Regions from separate parts of the Mus musculus genome. Here region 2 is linked to region 1. Evidence: chromatin contacts called from public HiChIP or PLAC-seq data. All regions are on one chromosome and are shown on one strand. Each heading gives the region's core, a stretch centred on a gene start, on an enhancer-like site or on the middle of the called end of the contact. The rest is flanking DNA. Distances are from core to core; before and after follow the strand shown.

Region 1 (4,887 bases), core at 552-3,051:
CTCTTCTTTGGCAGTAATTTGTCACAATCACATTATGGTTTAAATTTAAATACATAACAGTCATGATCTTGTCTCTAAAGAAACCATTCAGAAGTCTTCCTTGTGGGTGTGAGGCGCCTTCAGCCTCACGTGCCATTTCTATTCAGGCTGTGGCAGCTGGCTGCCATGGAGTCCATTGCAAACTGCTTTTTATTAATTCTTTGATCTTTTTCACTTAATTTAATCAACTCATGTCTAAATATTGAGCCTAATGAGGTGTCTGTTGGTGTTTTGTTGGCAAAGGAATAAGGAAACCATTGTGCTTCAAAAACACTATTCTATAGAGATACCATGAGATTAATGCAGACGTGGGTTTCACTTCCTCGTCTATGTCTGCATGACTTCTTTCACTTGATTAAAAATATATTTGGGGCCAGAAGATAAATCAATAGGTAAAATTGCTTACAGCTTGCCATGCAAGTCTGATGGCCTGAATTCAATCCCTGGAACCCTGGTGGAAGGAGAAAACTGCCCCCTAAAGGCTGTATTCTGACTTCTCCTCTGACCTGTGCCATAGGACAGGTGTGCTCACATTGACATATACAATATACACAAACACACACACACACACACACACAGAGACAGAGAGAGACAGAGACAGAGAGACACAGAAACAGAGAGACGCAGAAACAGAGATATTTAGATTTTATTTTTTAACATATGCGTGTCTGTGCCTGGAAGGTACAGTGCTCACAGAAGCCAGAGGAGGGCATTGGATCTCTCAAAGTACAAATTACAGGCAGTTATGAGTCACCTCATCTAGGTGCTAGAAATGGAACTTGGGTTCATCTGCAAAACTAGGACACTTCCTTAACTGCTGAGCCACTTCTCCAGCAATAAATAATAATTAAAAACACCAATTGTTATTATTTTGTTTTTCCCAGACAAGGTTTCTCTGTGTAACCCTGACTACTCTAGAGCTCACTCTGTAGACCAGGCTAGCCTCAAACTCACAGAGATCTGCTTGTCTCTGCCTCCCGAGAGCTGAGATTAAAGGCGTGTGTGTTGTTACCACCCAGCTGACCACTTATATTTTAAGAAAGATAGCCATCTGGCTTTAAGTTGAGACAATGGGAGATTAAAGCTTACATACTGTTTACATTTTATCAATTAGTTAATGGAATTTCCAATAAAAAGATTAACACTGGGCTTCGGTGAGGCTTGACTGGACCCTTGAGATCAGCTCTGTCCTGGTTGAAGGAAGGAGAGTGGATAATGATGATTTCATTTGGATCTGAACGTGGACAAGGATAAGCATCTGGACACTTCATTTGATGCACACTGAGCAATCAACATGTTCTCAGCGTCATCACTGGCTCTGGGGATACAGAAATGAATGTGACCCAAGTAGCCTACTGCTTATTTGCCCCATGAAAGTCAATGTTGTCTGTGTGAGAGCAGGGAGCTCGTCTCTCTCCACCCCTGCTGTCCTTAGCAAGCTCCAGTTGGTGGCTAGAAGTCCAGTCCCAGGTAAGACTTGACTCTGTCTCATAAGGTAGAAAGAGTGAAAGATCGTTCTTAGATTATTTGTTCCTATGCGAGGACTAATCCCTGTGTCTAAAACAGACTTAGAGGAGCACACGGGCAGAGCCAGGTGTTTTCCTTCCATCCGGGAAACACGATGCGGCAGAACGAGTCGAGTTTATAGGAGGACTTTGAATCCTTCCAGCTACTTTTTAAATGGGATCACATGAAACCTAGCCCTTTTGATGATGTGTGTCACAAGTGACTTATGCGGGGAATTTCACATGGAAATTACCTCACTGGAGGCCTGCTTTGGTGTTCAAATACCTAGAGGCTGGGGCAGGTGCCTAGAGGGCTCACTGCTTGCTTCTCTCTCCTCTGTGTGATTTCCAAAAGGGCAAAGCAAACTGCAGAAATCAAAGAGCATTGAACTCTTAGTTTGAAAACATCTCAAGGCAATCAAGAAGGGAACTGATCCAGTCTCTAAAAACAGAGGTTGTGATTTGTCCCCAAACATCAGACAGCCAACTTTTGCTAAATTAACTTGGTTGACGGGTAGTCATACAGAATGACATTCTATAAAAAGAACAGATTTGGGGGCTGGAGAGCTGGCTCAGTTAGTAAAGAGTTTGCCATGTAACTGTGAAAGAACCTGAGTTTGGGTCTCCAGTATCCATGAAAAAAAAATTAAGCTGGGGGATTTGAGACAAGCAAAATCTTAAAGCTTGCTGGCCAGTCAGGACATCCAAATTAACAAGCTGCAAGTTAGGTGGTAGACCCCCACTTAAAACAAGGTGCCGGGGGACTGAGAAAAAACACTAATATCAGTCTCTGGCCTCTCTATACATGTATACCCCCATCATTGCCACCCAGAGAGAGACAGATACAGAGACAGACAGAGAGAGACAGAGAGAGATTTAGGATTTAGAATGCAGCTCTTGCCACTGCCAGCTGAGAAGACTTGGGGGAAATCATTTAGTCTCTGTTGACCTTCCTAGACCCCATCATAAAATATTTCCAGTAATATTTGTCTTGCTGACCTCTGGGGTTGCCATTAAAATCACTCCAGAGAGGGTGTGATGGCTAGTTTTATGTCAGCTTGACACAAGGGAGAACCTTGTGGCAAGAGGGAGCCTCAGCTGAGAAATGAGCCCACCCGATTGGCCTGTGGTGCATTTTCTTGATTGGTGATATGTGTGGAAGGAGGACATAAGCTCACTGTGGGGAGTACCACTCCTTGGTTGGTGGTCCTGGGTGCTGTAAGAAGGCAGGCCACATAAGCCATGAGGGGCAAGCCAGTAACCAGGGCTGCTCCTTGGCATCTACATCGAATCTTACCTCCACATTCCTGCCTTGATTTCTTGCCCCGATTTCCCTGGATGATGGACTACAAACTGCAAGACGAAATAAACCTTTTCCTCCCCAACTTGATTTTGCTCATGGTGTTTTATCACAGGAAAAGAAAGCATAACTAAGACACAAAGAATCCTGAAGCTCTGTTTATTGTAGTCGCACCGCTCTTACATTCTTAACTCCGCTGAGATGCCCCCAAGTGTTGCATGGAAATCGGTCCACAAAGGGTTCCTCTCTTATGTGATAGAGGCATTATTGCCTAATGACCAGCTGCTTCATTCCCACCAAGCATTCCAGACATTTCAGAGCAGGAACAAGGTCTATGGGAAAAGTCAAAAGGAGACCGGTCAGAGGAATTCCACTGGCTGTTCCCAGGGCCCTGTGTACAAAATGGCCCCCTGTGCCTTGTTATTTTTCTGTGGTCGCTGATGTCTACAGCTTCCTATACGAGGGCAAATGCAGATCTGGGTGACAGTGAATGAGCAGTAAGTGTGTCCATAACTAGTTTTCTAGTGCAAAGGGCGTGTGTCTCATCTATGGGATTGTGCCCTCCACCCAGGGCTGCTCCTTGGCATATACATAGAATCTTACCTCCACATTCCTGCCTTGATTTCTTGCCCTGATTTACAGTACTCTTCAACTGTAAATGCAAACAGCACAGGGCTGCCAATCTTTCGGCTAAGGAGAGTGACATGCTCAAACTTTCCCAGGGCTCCACACGGCTGACTTCAGCTGGTGTTCTAGGACAATGTGATACTAGCGTCTGACCTAAACCTTGAGTCTCATAGACCAGATGGTTTATGTCCACGTGTTGTGTTTAAAATGGACTCACTGGACACCTTAGCCTAAGGCTCTGTGGCGCATGGCAAAGTTGGGAAGCACCTACCATCTTGTTGGAGTGGAACAAGATTATTCTACTCTGGCTGTTCCTTGCCTTGGCTTTTGGCTTACTTTAAGAAACTGGAAATAAAAGAAATCATGACCTATAGCTCTGTCCCCAGGTATTGAAAATGTAACCCATAAGTCAAAACTATTACTAGAAAAAGAATTAAGACTTTGTTTTGTGGGTTAGAGAAATGGTTCCATGGCTAAGAGTATTTGCTGCTCTTGTGATGGGCCCAGGTTTGGTTCCCAGCACCTACATGATGCCTCCTAACTATCTGTAACCCCAGTTCCAAGGAATCCAACACTCTCTTCTGGCCTGTGTGGGTGCTACATGCATGTGGGGTGTGTGTGTGTGTGTGTGTGTGTGTGTGTGTGTGTGTGTGTGTGTGTACATGGACCACACATACACATAAAAATTGTATATATACATATATATGCACATACATACATACATACATACATGCATATGTGATAGTGCAGTTACCCATGCAGTCCAGAAGAGGACACTGGATTCCCCGACAGGTGGTTGTGAGCCATCCATTTGGGTGCTGGGCACTCAAGTCCTCTGAAAAATCATTAAGCTTTCTTACCTGCTGAGCCATCTCTACAGTCCTTTTAATATATACAAAAATTAAGGGCAGACAGCATACAAGACTAAACCAGACAAAGCCCTAGCATGGAGAAGAGGAAGTAGACACAAAGCCCAACCTCTAACCAAGAAGCTATTTGTAACTGACTAGAAGAAAGAAAAATCAGTTTTCTCCAGTGGAGTCTCTGAGCATATCGACCCCATTAATGCCGACCATGCCCAGGACTAGATGGCTAACAAACAAACTCCATTGTTTTGTTTTTCGGGAGGGCTTACATTAGGTTTTTGTTGTTGCTGCTTTGTTTTTGTTTTTGAGAGAGAGAGAGAACCTGAAGATGAGAGGGTAAGGAGGTTTGAAGACATTTAGGGAAGGCATTTAGGGAGGTGAAAAATATAATCAAAATATATTGTATAAAAACTTTTTAAAATAAAAATCAACTTTAAAAAAAAAAGAACAGAAGATTACGAGCCGGAGGGATGAGTCAGTGAGTGACAGGTTTGCCATTGAAATCCTGACAACCCGAGTTTGAGCTAGGGCCCACTTAAATATTTGGCTA
Region 2 (4,783 bases), core at 1,948-4,447, 67 kb after region 1:
GGAGTCTTTTAGAATCTGTAAACCTCCCTCACTTCCATCTATTCATTCAACAAATATTCTGAGTTTCCTGTACTAGTTAGTATGTTGTATCGGGCACTAAGAACATTGAAAAGAACAAAGCCCAGGCTCTGTCCCCAAGCTTATGTCATTCTGTAACCTCCCAAACGCTTCATAAGTAAGCTTTGCCATCACCCTTTATCTACTGCCCAAATGTGTGTGTGTGTGTGTGTGTGTGTGTGTGTGTGTGTGTGTGTGTGTGAGCGCATTCGTATGCCTCAGAGAGCCTCAATTCTGAACTAACTCCTGTAAATGACACCATGATCTCAAAAAGTCACTTCAGCCTGCTTCGACATGGCGAGGCCATGATACAGGAGATGCTAATGTCTGCTGTGTGGAAAGGTGAACAGAGACACCCACCATCCATCAAAGTATACAGAAAAACATTAAGGACAAAAACCTAGTGAAGCTGTTATTAAACAACCTTGCTTTCCCAATGAAAACTTAGTATCAGAGGAACACTTAGGGAGACCATGTGTTCTCCATAGAGCCAGGCAAGAGTCCGTATGATGCAACCTCGTAAGTGAAGTTTTCAGAGTGGTATTTGGTTGTGATGTTGTAACCAGCTTTGTAGTTAAGAAACCCAATTAGGTCATCTTCCTCCCCCTCCCCCCTTAAATATTTTTGCTGGTTGTAGAAATCAAAAAAGCAACTAGGTGGTCGTTGGGTTGTTAAGTTCTGAGCAGATTTGTGAAGGGCACACTTTGCCTGATGCTACGTTTTACACCACAAGTTTGATCAACATCAATTTCCTCTGTGTTTAAGGCCACGTTTTATTAAAGGCAACTTACGTTAAACAAAATTGTTTGGTAAGGGCAGTTTAAAACAATAAACTTGTAGATAAAATAGGCTATGTTTTTCTCATCGGTCTTTCACATTTCCTTCCTAATTTATTATCAACCTCATCACATACAGATGCTGATTAAAATGAATGTGTCCTTCAACCTGTGCTGGGTTCCTGTTTAGACTCTAAGTAACTCTGGACATCTCCTCCTTCCAAGCCACGTCTGCCGGCTTTATTTAATTCTCTCTGTGTTTTCCCTTCCCATGGCTGCTTACTGATTGTGTACTTCAGTGTTTTCTTTGACAAAAATGCCCGAGCTGATGAACTTCTTTTGTTTGGGTCCATTGATGCAGAGGTGTTGGTCTCTGATCATTTGGCCTTATGACTTTGGGCCTTTTTTGTGGTGTAGCATCATGGCACAAGTGTGTGGTGGAAGACACGGTCTACAGACTTGGTTTCTGGGAAACAAAAAGACACAAAAAGGCCAGTTCATAGACATTCTCCTGCTAACTTCTTCTAAGTGGGACCCACTTATTAACAGTAGTGCCCCCTCCACACTACAGTATAGCAAGCCTGGGGACCAAGTCTGTAACCCGGGGCTGGTGAGTAGACTGCTTCACTCTCCTTTTCTAGAGTTTCATCCTCCACATGGTTTTGTCCTTCATTTTGAAAGTCTCAGACGAAGGTTAAGATAACAGCCAAGTACGAATGGTCTCCCCATCCTTCAGAGAAGACCATGCACTGGCCGCTTTAGCATGTTAGGAAGGGAAACACTGTATGCATACAGCAGTGGATTCTACCGAAGGCAGCAAGCAAATCACACCCCTGTGGGGTTTCCAGGGGAAGAGAATGAAGTGACCACTATTAATCACTGAGTGAATGATGGTTTAAAGTGTCTCCACACAAGCCCATGTGTTGTACACTTGGTCCCCAGCTGATGGTTGCTGTTTTGTAGGATTACGGAAGCTTGAGGAGGTGGCGTCTAACAGGTCACCAGGCAGGGGGCTGGGGTTGGGGTCCAGGTTTTAGAGGATAGATCCTTGTCCTGGTAGTTTCCAGTTGCTCTCTGCTTCCTGTCCACCACAAGGTGATGTGTAGAACGGCCTTTTCTAGCTCTCACCGCCATGATGTTTTGATGGAACACACGTAGCCAAGCAACCGTGTGCAGAAGACAGTGTGAGTCAGAAGTTACACTTCTTCCCTGAAGGCTACAGCCATAAGAAAAATACCAGCAGCGGATAGGTTGCTAAGTTCACTGTGCTCTGCCTTCTCCACCTGTGGAAAGGCTAGCGGAAGCTAAGGGAACTAGTCCCCACAGCAACGAATCCCGGTGGAAGCTTCAATCAGTATACCACACCCCTGCTTTTGATTCTGAGCATCCCATTTTTCAGAAACCCCAGAGCCCCCGAGGCTGGGGCAAATGCGGTGGAATTGAGTCTGTGATTGACCTGCATTCATTATCATATCCCACTTTTCAGAAAGTCAAGAGTTCTTTGTCTCTGGTTGTACTTGCTTTGTTTAGTTCCCACTAGGAAGCAGGTCCCACACAACTGTCTTCAGGACAAGTCCAGTCTTCAAGGACATTTGCTAAACACTGAGGCAAAAAAAAAAAAAAAAATAGACTTCCTCATTTTTCTTATTTGTCCTAAATGAGGAACACCAGGAAGGAAAGAATGTGGTAGGATGTAAGATGTGTTTGTCAACCAGGGCCGCCAGTTCTTAAGTACTCTTGACAGATGAGCAACATGTATGTTAAGAATCCCGAGACTTGACCATCCTGAAAATCTTGGGTTCCAGTTTATCTGTTTATTAACAGTGTGCTCAGAGAGAGGTACTTAATGTCTGTGAGTTTCTTACTACATTCATCTACAAAAAAAAAGAGAGAGAGAAAAATGACTGTAGTTAACACAACTTCTGATGTTTAGTGAGAGTTCACAAGGCAGGAGGGGTGGGTGGTTAACTGTGAGAGCCATTTGAGGGAGTTAGTACATAGAAGGTGAGTGGGTTGCTAGGTAATCACAAGAGCAGGGCCAAGTCTGATGGGGTGAATTCGTTTCCTGGAACTTCCAGGGCAAAGTAGAAAGGCAAATGGGTGGCTTAGAAAGACAGAAGTTTGTTAGAAGTCTGAAAGTAACATCAGTGGGGACTCACTCTAGGAGACCACTGGGAAGGGTCTGTCCTGGCCTCTTCTAGCTTCTGATGGCCCTAGATGTCCCTTGGCTCATGGCCTTGTGTCTCAGTAGTTTCACATGCCATTCTGGATGTCTCTTTCCATTGCCCTCCCCCCATGCATGTCTGTGTTTGTGTTCAGAGGACACCAGTTGTACTGGATTGCATACCACTCAGATGACCTCATCTCCACGTCCTTACATCTGCAAAGACCTCCCATTGAAGTCACGGAGAGGCTTAGGGTTAGGAGATCAACAGAGCTCTGTGGGGAATGCAATTCAGCTCATTTGTAAGTGAGCAGATCTCCTAGAATTACATGACACTCAACAGGCCCAGCCAGACCTTTAAAGTTTGCTAATGTCCCCACAAAATGGGCAAACATCTTGCATCCCAGAGGGGGCTATTAGCTAGTCTCTTGAGTATTTCCTAACCACAAAAGTTCCCTAGTCCTAAGAACAGGAAGGGGCTTTTCTCCTGAAATGAAGGACACCCAGAAAGAATTTGTTAACTCTGTTAACTTCAAGGCAAAGAGTTGTACAGTCCCAGATAAAGCTTAGGTCTGCAAAGTTCACGCTCTCTGCTCTGGCCCTGCATACTTCTTAAATGTCCGACCTTACTTAAATATGCGCTTTGATCTCTCCTGGGTCTCAAGACTGGTGAGTTAAAGAGAGACCATGTAAAAGCCCCTACCCCAAAGAGCGGAGATATCTCTGTTAACCAACTTCTCCCAGGAGGCCTGGGATGCTAAGGAGTATGAGCCCCACTCAGAGCTACAGTGAAAACTCCCAATATCCTCAGGCTTAGGAAGACTACAGGAACACAGCAAAGGTGAAAGTGAGCATATGAAAAGAGAAATTTAGAAGAGAGGACATTTTAAGAAGTCAGCTAGACTGAGTGCCAATACAATGTAACCAACCTTCCAACTGAACATGCTACAACTGCTCCTTAACAAAGCAGAGCTGCTCAGTCCTTAAATTGAATACTGTATCGGTTTCCTGGGGTCACTGTTACAAATCACCACCCACTAAGTGGCTTAAAAATGATAGCTGAGTGGTCCTTCCACGGGTGACTGCCCTTCTGTGGATGAGCATAGGATACACCCAGACATAGAAATATTATCCACTACTGAAAAAAAAAAAGGCTGTTAAGTCATGGGGGAAAAAAAAAACTTGTCTGAAACTTGGACAAATACTATGAAGTGAAAGAAATTGGTCTGAAAAAGACCAACATAGCTTTTAAGCATACATTGATCTGTAGAAGCCAAGACTAATGGAGACAGAAGTCATTGGTGAGTGCCAAAGCTTGGGGGAGAAGGAAAGAGGCTTAAGAGGGGCCAGTGAGCAGAGTGCAGGAGGACTTGGGTGAGGGGTATATACTGGAGCTGTGGGGGCAGGTTGTTCAAATGCACAGACAGCATCAGGTCCAAGCGCTGGATAACCCTGCTGTCTGCTCGTGCAACACATCGCTTGGTTTTGGTTTTGAAGCTAAGGTGGAGTTTAAGAAGAAGCTGTCCCAATACATATCTAAACCCGAGCCTTAAGGGGGAGTGAGGTGCTTGGTTAAGAAGAGAATGGTAAACACCCAAGACCTGGTTGCGGGGTTATGGAAAGAGCAATACCTGCCTGGGTCTGTCAGATGTTCCAGATGTCCTTCTAGTTGAGGAATGCCTCTGGTTGGGGAGGCTATGAGCCTGGGGGACCGGGGATGTCTGAGAAATCTCTGCCTTCTGAGTTGTTCTTGAGACGTAAAACTACAAAGCTAGATCTTTAAAAT

Evidence for each region. HiChIP or PLAC-seq counts read pairs in DNA pulled down with a chosen protein or histone mark.
Region 2: an H3K27ac HiChIP or PLAC-seq map of trophoblast stem cells shows a contact between it and region 1, with 24 read pairs. The contact joins two enhancer-like sites. A contact is called at or near these places in 6 of 39 promoter capture datasets (cranial neural crest, frontonasal cranial neural crest, liver and 2 more), 11 of 484 Hi-C or Micro-C datasets (3T3-L1-derived adipocytes, the C2C12 cell line, the HPC-7 cell line and 4 more), 9 of 115 datasets of contacts at active chromatin or transcription factors (double positive thymocytes, embryonic stem cells, heart atrium and 5 more) and 3 of 9 other capture datasets (adipose tissue, liver and pancreatic islet).

Annotation. Positions count from the first base shown.
Region 1 is chr6:34,648,365-34,653,251 of GRCm38.p6, forward strand. All of the region lies in intron 1 of Cald1 (caldesmon 1), which reads left to right. It overlaps Gm13861 (predicted gene 13861), which reads right to left. Exons shown (of 2, transcript NR_167697.1): 2 at 2,990-3,176. Among named protein-coding and RNA genes, the nearest start is that of Gm13861, 3.1 kb to the right of the region's middle. Within about 2 kb of position 1,802, at least 4 of the 459 cell types and tissues checked have an H3K27ac peak or open chromatin away from gene starts, as enhancers often do. A contact at or near this core is called in trophoblast stem cells, where this site is marked.
Region 2 is chr6:34,714,219-34,719,001 of GRCm38.p6, forward strand. All of the region lies in intron 3 of Cald1 (caldesmon 1), which reads left to right. Gm38787 (a long non-coding RNA gene) reads right to left here. Exons shown (of 3, transcript XR_868972.2): 2 at 1-2,707. Among named protein-coding and RNA genes, the nearest start is that of Gm38787, 16 kb to the right of the region's middle. Within about 2 kb of position 3,198, at least 104 of the 459 cell types and tissues checked have an H3K27ac peak or open chromatin away from gene starts, as enhancers often do. A contact at or near this core is called in trophoblast stem cells, where this site is marked.